Linked DNA regions of Oryctolagus cuniculus: region 1 is linked to region 2. Evidence: chromatin contacts called from public Micro-C data. All regions are on one chromosome and are shown on one strand. The core of a region is the stretch at or near the end of the contact, and the rest is flanking DNA. Distances in the headings are between cores, read along the strand shown. Region 1 holds the start of ODC1 (ornithine decarboxylase 1). Region 2 holds the start of NOL10 (nucleolar protein 10).

Region 1 (4,284 bases), core at 1,348-3,847, 190 kb before region 2:
GTCTCCAAGGTCCGCAACGTAGAAGGCATCCTTATCATCCTAAATACAGAGGGGCTCGTGTCAGCTCGCCAGCGGCCACGGCACACCACGCACGCGGACAGGCAGCCCCACTCTGCCAGTGTCCCCGGCACAGGCCGCCCTGCCGTCTGGACACCGACACGAGCACTACCGCCCACATCACCGGACAACCCAACGCCAGCGGAACACCCCACCCGCGGAGCCCTCCGGCGCGTCCGCTGGGCCGGCCCCAGCGCCCACGAGGACAGGCCGCACACTCACAGACGCCGACACTTCGTTGATCTTCTGCTCCAGGATGTCCCTGGCAGTGAAGCCTTCGTCGAGGAAGTGGCAGTCGAACTCTTCATGACTCGAGCTGTTCATGGCTCCTCGATGTCCCTCTGCAGCGGGAGGGGAGCCCTTAGAGACCCCGGCAGTGCCTGCCCCGACCCCACCTCCAGCAGACGGATCTGAACGCTCACATGGAAAACCAAGAGATGAAACTCAGAGAAATTGCTTGCAGCTTCCCACAGAGGCACTCCTCCAGGGTCCGGGTCCTGTGTGCCCGCAGAGCAGTGTGCACAGGACCTGAGGGACAGAGCACACAGGGGACGCTGTTCACCTTACGGCACACGCAGGAGGCAGCGCTCACCGGCACCAGAGCCGACAGCCCCCTCGCTGCCACCGGCATCCCAGCTCCTCCCGGCTCACGTCACAGCTGCCGGTCCCTGGCCAGAACAGGACGGCAGACTCCACACCGGGCTTTCCCCAAGCAGCACACCTGCCAGACCGTCAGGCAGCACCGCAGACACAGCCAGCACTCCCACCCTCCCCACGCCTCACAGAGCGCAGCACCGCGGGAGTACCCAGGGCACGCGACCACGAGCGCCTGTCGGCTCGTGTTCACGCGCCAAGCAGCCTTCCAGCTGCCGCTATCTGGTTGGAAATCGGCGTTCCCCAACCGATGCTGCCTCCCGTTAGCCATGCCGGGAAGCCCAGCCGCCCCTAGGAATACTCTTGTTTCGCTTAGCGTGAGTAATCACGCGGGCAAACTTTATGAATAATAAAAATAAGCCGGAACGTCAGGCTGCTAACAATAAAAGCCACTGTCCTTGGACTCCATGAAACGCGACACCAGTGATCGAGTTCCCCTCAAGGCCTGACTTGAACCCTGCATGACTTGTGCCAGGTAGGAGGCTTCTTCCTACTGTGCGACCCGCTTCAGTGCCAACAACCCACGGACAGAGGCCGGCAATGGTTCGGGGCCACCGTTTGCTGTGGCATGGGACACTATGAGAGGCCCAGGGGGACGGACCTGCCATCAATCCAAACCCATGCGTGGCACAACAGGCTTCCGGCCTCCGTTTAATTGAGTTCCTGGCATTGTCGACCTCAATCACCCTGGGGCGGGGAAGAGGCCACGGCCAGGAAACCCACTTTGGCTACACAGTATCGGTGACAACGAACTCCCCAAAGGAGCTGCGTTACTTAAGGGCTTTACTTAAAGGCGTTACTAAAAGAGCATTCGTTTCTTCTGAAATACAATCCGTTTAGGATCTTGCTTTCCGGGATCTTTCACAGCTTTGCTTGAGATGTCCCAGAGTAACTCTGCCTTACGCAGCGACCTTCCGGAACAGCCGCTGCGCTAAACGGTCCACGCACCGGCACCAGCCGGTCCCGTGTCCACACGGCGACTCCGAGTCCAGTAGACTCCGTCCACTTCGAGGCTTGAAGAAAGCGAGCCACACATCCCGTCCCCACGCTGCCACCCACTACTCAGAATTCTCGAACTACACGATCAGCCTTATTTAAAAAAAAAAAACTTTCAGGCTGGCTCCTACGCGCGCCTGTTGGCCTGAGCCAAGTCGCTCAGAGAGCCCTCGGATAATAAACCATTCCAGGTCCCGCACCAGCCGTCTCCGGCGACTCCGGGCGCTTCTGCCACGGCGTCACCCGTCCCCGCAGCCAGAAAGCCGGAAAAGAAGGAGCCCCGGTCCTCCAGATCGCGGGGCCGCGGCCGGGGCCGGCGGCGCCGCCCTGCACCTGCTCCGGGCCGGCCGCGCGGGCCCCGCGAGCGCAGCGGCTGCAGGAGCCCCGGGGCCTGCCCGGCCGCTTCCGGCCCGGGGCCGCCGCTGACGTGGGCCTGCAGCGAGGGCAGCGCCGGGCGCGCCGCCGGTCCTGCGCTCCGCCCCGGGCGCCCGGGCCTGCGACCACGTGTGGCCCGCGGGCGCCCCCCGGCCCCGGGCACGTGGCCCTGCCGCCCCCCGCCCGCCCGCCCGCCCGGCCCGGCTCCCACCTCAGAGCGCCCCCGCGCCGCGGGCCGGCCCCATGGAGACGCCGCCAGCGCCCGATGCTAAGCCGGAGGAGCGCCCGGCCGCCCGCCGGAGACGCCGGCCGAGGTGGCGCCCGCGCTGGGGGCAGAGGGCGGCCGGCGGCGGCGGCGGCTGCAGCGACTGACAAAGCCCGACGGCGCGCCGCGCCGCTACTTATAGCGCCGGCCTGTCGCCATGGAGACGCACCAGCTCAAACCAGCCGCGATCGGTTCCGGCCGGGAGGCCTCCGGAGGAGGGGCGGGGGCTCGGCGGCGGCCAACCCGGGCCGGGGCGGAGGGGGCGGGGGTCGCGGGCGCCCGGACGTCAGCGCCGCCGCGCGCCGCGCGTGCCCGCCCCGCCCCGCCCCGCCCCGGGGCTCGCGCCCCGCCCGCCCGGCCTCGCGCCCCGCCCGGCCCGCGGGCCGGCCCGCGCATGCGCACGCGCGCGCCGCCGCAGGCCCTGTCGGGCGCCGGCGGGGCCGCCTCGCTCGTGTGTGTGGCGGGCGCTGAGGCACATGGCCGCCGCAGGATGTCGGCCGCCGCCCGCCCCGTCGCGAGAGTGTGCCTCCACTCGGCGTTCCGCGCCTCGAGGGCGGAGAAAAGGGGACGGCGAGGGCCCGGGGCGCGCTCGGCCTGGCCGCCGGCCCTCAGCGGCGGAACGCGCGGAGGGCCACCGCCGGCGTGGCCTTGAGAATGGCCGCAGCCGCCTGGGGGCTCGGGGCTCCGGGAGCGGGCGGTGACGGGCCCGCCCCGGCAGCCCTGGTTGGAGAAGCCCCGAGCACTTTGACAACTGCTGGGCTGGGTCCCACCCTGGGGGTGGGCTGTGGCCCCCCGCGGGCTGGGGGGGGGTGACCCTGGCCTTGTGCTTTCAGGGTCACTGTGAGGTGTGGGTGCCCACAGCCGGCCCGGGGCGTTGCCAGTGGACACTTAATGCCCGCACGCATGCGTGAGCAAATGGTCGCGCTCCGCTAGGAGCAGGCTCAGCGCCCCGGAGCTGAACGGGACGCTGGGAGCGGAGGGCAGAAGATGCCGAAGAAGCACCTGACGGGCAGCCACCGGCTCCCTCGGGCTCCCTGCTCGACTTGATTTATTTCTTTTTTAAAGATTTACTTCTTTATTTGAAAGGCAGAGGTACAGACAGAAACAGAGATCTCCCACCTGCTGGGTCATTTCCCAAATGGCAGCAAAGGCTGGGCCCCGGCCAGGCCCAAACCAGGAGCCTGGAACTCCACGTGGGCCTCCCACGTGGCTGCAGGAGCCCAAGCACTTGGGCCGTGCACTGCTTTCCCCGGCACGTCCACAGGAAGCCGGATCAGAACCAGAGCGGCCAGGACTGAAACCTCACTCCTGTGGGCTGTCGGGGCTGCAAGCCGGGGCCTGCCCTGGTCAACTTTATAGAGTCCGTGAGCAACCAGTGAGTGCCAAGTCCCGGCGGCCAGGCCAAAGAACGGTTTTATCACCACTCTTAACGAACCTAATTCTTCCCAAGCCCCAAGATCAGAAGCCATCAGAGATCGTAGCTCCTCCTGCTCCGTGGGACAGCTCTGACCGGGAGCCTCGTCCCCTCGCTGTGAAGGAATATTTGGCCCCAGCAACACCTGAGTTTTCCTGGAAGGCTCCAAGGGGGCCGCAGTGCCCTGGGGCACTCCGTCTGTCAGTCATTCTACACTCTGCTCAGCTACGTGGCCTCATCCCAGTGGAGGCGACCAGACGTCTGGCATACGGGGGTCTCTGTTCAGCTTGGGAGCCTAGAGGCAAGTCCTCGCTGAGGGAGCCGGGTTGTCCGTTAGCTGTACACAGAGCTGCTCACGGGCCTGTCGGCCCGCACCAGGCGCTTCGGCCAACCCACGCGGACGTACGCTTGCTGGCCCCGCGTACAGGCACCTTCATTGGGGAAGGCCGGGCCTTGCCCTTGACCCATCTGACCTGGTTGGGGAAGCGGAAGCGAGGGAAGACGCCTGCTTCCGGGAGTGCCG
Region 2 (4,478 bases), core at 458-2,957:
ACACGCTGCGGGACAGCCACCCCAGACCGTCACCAACGGCAAGGCTACGACAGCCCTCCCTGAAGCAAGGAGAAGCAAGCGCGCCACTCAGCAGACACCATCTCTAAAAGCAGACGCGATGCAGAACCCGGGCCAGGCCGCGGCATCCGGCCTCTGGGACACACTCGGGACCCGAGCTGAGCGCCGCGGCGGTGTCCACGCCGGACAGGGCGGGAGAGCCGGAGCCGGCCATCGCCCTCAGCCCGGCGTGCCTCTGGCTCCCTGGCACTCGTGTTCAGCTCCCGGGGAAGCTGGGGGACTTCCCAGGCACACGTGCATCCAGGCGCATCAGCCTGTGGCAGCAGGAAGGTCTACGCCACGGCTCCCGCCCCGACCAACATCCAGCGTTCTGAGGGAGCTACTCAAGGAAGGGGCGGCCCTTCCGGGAACAGGGGTCCTACGTAGGGGGCAGAGAGGGGGCCGGGACCTGGGAGGGCCAGAATCCCTGACCCGGCACAGGTGGGGAGCGAGGCCCGGCCGGGAGCTGTCCCACAAACGGACAAGCAGGCAGCGTGGCACGGGACAAAGGAGCCTGAGGGTCAGCCCAGACGAAAGGCGGAGTGCCGGAGAGAGAGCGGGAGAGAGAATCTCCCATTCACTGGTGCACTCCCCAAATGCCCACAATACTCCAGACGGGGCCAGGCTGAAGCCAGGAGCCGCCTGCTGGGCAGTGAACCAGCGGATGGAAGCTCTCTTTCCAAGAAAAGACGTGGGCCATCCTCTGTGCTGCCCCAGGCACTGGCAGGAAGCCGGGCTGGCACTCGGGCACAGCGCGCCAGGCAGCCCAAGTGGCGCTGCACCTGCTACACCTCCAGACCGCCCCACGCCGAGCGCTGACGCTGTATCCCGCCCGCTCACTCACTCTCCATCATCCTTTCCCCCCGTGACACATGCGCTCCGGATGCCGCACTTACGACGGGGCCGCCTGCACAGCTTAGCTTCTCAGGAGCGTGCACAGAACGAGGGAGTGACGAATGAGAAGACGCGGGAGACGTGCCATTCCTGACACCGGGAATGCGGAGAAGAGGCGAAGGCTCTCATCACCTACCCCCGGATGTCCCTGGAGGGCCCTGGAGGGCTGTCCCCACCCCGCCCCGACCTCTTTCTGGATCCCAGAAAGATCTACAGACGAGCAGACTGGGACAGAACCACGCACTTAGACCGCGGGGCCAGGCGAGTCCCGCAGGCGGGGAAAGGCGTCCGCCGCTGCCGACCGTGCACCTGCGAGGCCCGCGTCTCCACCGCCCACTGCCGTACCCGGCCCACGCGCGAGGACCACGACCCGCGGGCGGACGGGCACCGGCACGCAGCCGGCCAGGTACCCGTCCACGTTTTCCTGGCGGCACCGCCACCCATGCCCAAGCCGACTTGGCCTCCGCTCCAGAGACTGGGCGCTGATGCCGGTGCCGGCGCCCACCAGCCTGGCCCCCAGCGCGCCGTCACTCGCCTCCGGGCAGCCGGGACGGCCCCGACTCACCTCAGGAAGAGACTTGCCGCAGCTCAGGCTGTAAATCTTCACCTCGTTAAGGCTGGACACTTGCATGGTGACGGCGAGAGGCAGCGATCTCAGTCGCCGCGCCCGGTCCCCTCCCACCGGCACGCTCCAACATCCGACTCCCAGGCCCGGCACGGCGCGGCGTGCGGCGGCGGGCGCCGGATGATGACGCACTTCCGGCCGCCGGGCCGTGCGCAAGTTCCCGGAAGAAGCGAGGCGGCGGAGCCGGCGGGAGAGCTGGGGCGCCCTGGTGAGGCGGCGGCCGCGCCCCTGCGCTCAGCGTCGCGAGTGGCGGGAAGTGTGGTCTCTGTCAGTGTTTCTGCAGCTTTGCTTTAGAAATAACTGCGCTTAAAAATGGCTTCACTAAAAACGGGGTGTCGCCTGGCTCGTTTGGCTTTCACTCACTGAGGGAGGTCGCGAGGGAGGGGTGACGATCGGGGAGGGGCTGGCGCCCGGGGTCTCCGGGGACGGGTGTGGCCGCCGTGACGGACAGCCCCTGGCGGACGCGCGGGCGTCGGCGTCCCCGCATCGCTCCGTTACCCGGGACCCGACCTCGCTCTCGGGTCGGCGAGAGCTGCTGCGATGGCCCGGGGTGCTCCATTTCTGTCCTATTTCTTCGAAAAATGGAGGCTTCCCCGGCCCCAGACCCCAGTCCCTGCCTGTCTCACTCCCACCGCGCCTGCTTACGGTGCTGAGCCAAGTACTGCTTGCCTAATCCCCTAACTAAGCACTCCCAGTATTCCGCGCTGTTTTTCTTGGGGAAGAGCTTTGCCGTCTTCGCAGTCACCTAGACAAGAACCTCGGGCCATTGCTGCCTCTTCTGCCCACGTGGCTAGACTTGACATTTCTACCTCTGGGAAAAAAAAAAGAAATTTAAGATGTATGTATTTGAAAGGCAGTTAGAGAGATCTTCCATCGTTGGTTCACTCCCCAAAAAGCCGCAGTGGCCGGAGCTGGGCTGACCTGGAGCCAGGAGCTCCTTCCGGGTCTCACACGCGGGTGCAGGGGCCCAAGGACTTGGGCCATCTTCTGCTGCTGTCCCAGGCCACAGCAGAGAGCTGGGTCGGAAGAGGAGCAGCCCGGACTGGAACCAGTTCCTATATGGATGCTGGCATTGCAGGCAGAGGCTTAATCTATGCCACAGTGCTCCCCCCCCCCAAATTTTGAGGGCCTGGCGCTGTGGCATGGTGGGCTAAGCCTCCGCCCACAGCACTGGCGTCCCATATGGGTGCTGGTTGTAGTTCCGGCTGCTCCACTTCTGATCCAGCTCTCTGCTGTGACCTGGGAAAGCAGTGGAAGATGGCCCAAGTCCTTGGGCCCCTGCACCTGTGTGGGAGACCTGAAAGAAGCTCCTGGCTCCTGGCTTCGGATTGGCAAAGCCCCAGCCACTGTGGCCATTTGGGGAGTGAACCAGCAGATGGAAGACCTTTGTCTCTCCCTCTATCTGTAACTCAAGTAAATAAAAACTTTAAAAAAATTTTTTTTGAAGAGCAAGAGAGAGCGAGCGAGCGCTCTTCCATCCATTGGTTCACTTCCCAATCCCTCAGCAGCAGGCTGTGCAGGCTGAGCCAGCATCCTGCAACTCACCCTGGTCTCCCGTGGGCCGCGGGGTTCAGGGAGTGGAGCTGCCGCCTGCCTGCCCCAGCGCGTCGTTAGCGGAAGCTGAATCAGAAGCCGCGGTGGGACTCGACTCCAGGCTCCCGTGTGGTGTCCGAGCCTGGCCTAACTGCGCACCGCACGCCCACCTCTGATTCTCAGACTCCTTAGACCCTCCTGCCTAGGCTCTAAATCTTGTTTTTGCATTATTACACTCCCAGCTGACCTCCCTGCCTCTTTTTTAAGTTTTATGATTTATTTTGTTTACTTGCAAGAGTGACAGGGGAGGAGGCAGGAAAAGAGCTCCATCTGCCGCTTCGCTCCACAAATGCCCACAGCAGCTGCGGCTGGGCCAGGCTGTCTCCCCCTCCTCCCAGGCCATTATCAGGAAGCGGGGGCGGAGGCGGAGGCAGGACTCAACGCCAGGCACTCAAACACGATGCGCGCGACACAAGGGTCAGCTTGAGCCACTGCACCACAGTGCCCGCCTTCCAGCTGCTTCTGGCACCTGCGGACCCTCCTGCACCTGTGTCGTCTCCCCGATGCCTGGTTCTGTATAATCCACTCGCAACCATTTCTTAAACTGGGGCTCACAGTTCCATCCTCAAGGTACCCTTGGGGGTTTTCTGCTTTGTTTTCTCAGCAGCCAGCGCTTACTGGCCACGTGAGACGCGCGGCCCCTTTTACAGGGCCCAGCCCGTGTTAAAGTCTCCAGCTCACGGATGCCTCCACGGCAATGGCTCTGGCTCTGGGGTGGGGGGATCAGCAGGACACTGCACCGTGGGACACGCCTGTGCTGGGTGGAGGTCACGCGATGTCATGGCCCACTGTGCAAAAGCCGTTCTGCAGCCGACCAAACTGAAGTCAGGGATGGGGCAGTTAGATCATCCCGGGGCCTGATCGTGGACAGGTGGGGGAGCAAAATAACTCACTGCGGTGGCGCCATCTATTCTGTTGGTAGAGAGGCAGTCGATTTGCCTCCAAACATGTGACGCCTCGTATTAAATTGTGAAGCTTTTTTTAAATAAAAATTTGTTTATTTATTTGAAAGGCAGAGTTACAGAAAGGCAGAGGGAGAGAGAGAGAGAGGTCTTCCATCTGCTGGTTCACTCCCCAGATGACTGCAATAGCTGGAGCTGTGCCGATCCGAAGCCAGAAGCCAGGAGTTTCTTCTGGGTCTCCCACGTGGGTACAGGGGCCCAAAGACTTGGGCCATCCTCCACTGTCTTCCCAGGTCACAGCAGAGAGCTGGATCAGAGGTGGAGCAGCTGGGGAGACCCGGCGTCCATATAGGATGCTGGCACTGCAGATGGCGACTACCCACTGCACCACAGTGCTGGCCCCAAAT

What was found. Hi-C and Micro-C count contacts between places; a contact is called where the count stands out from the background.
Region 1: a contact with region 2 is called in a Micro-C map of ear pinna, with 3 times the contacts expected there. The contact joins the promoter of ODC1 here to the promoter of NOL10 in region 2. A contact is called at or near these places in 2 of 6 Hi-C or Micro-C datasets (ear pinna and psoas muscle).

The regions. Positions count from the first base shown.
Region 1 is chr2:191,975,796-191,980,079 of mOryCun1.1, reverse strand. It overlaps ODC1 (ornithine decarboxylase 1), which reads right to left and starts at 2,597. Exons shown (of 12, transcript XM_070069752.1): 1 at 2,517-2,597; 2 at 480-585; 3 at 280-398; 4 at 1-39. The coding sequence starts at 381. It overlaps LOC127485124 (small nucleolar RNA SNORA42/SNORA80 family), which reads right to left and starts at 1,335; the gene lies at 1,203-1,335.
Region 2 is chr2:191,788,185-191,792,662 of mOryCun1.1, reverse strand. NOL10 (nucleolar protein 10) reads right to left here and starts at 1,707. Exons shown (of 21, transcript XM_002722390.5): 1 at 1,517-1,707. The coding sequence starts at 1,582.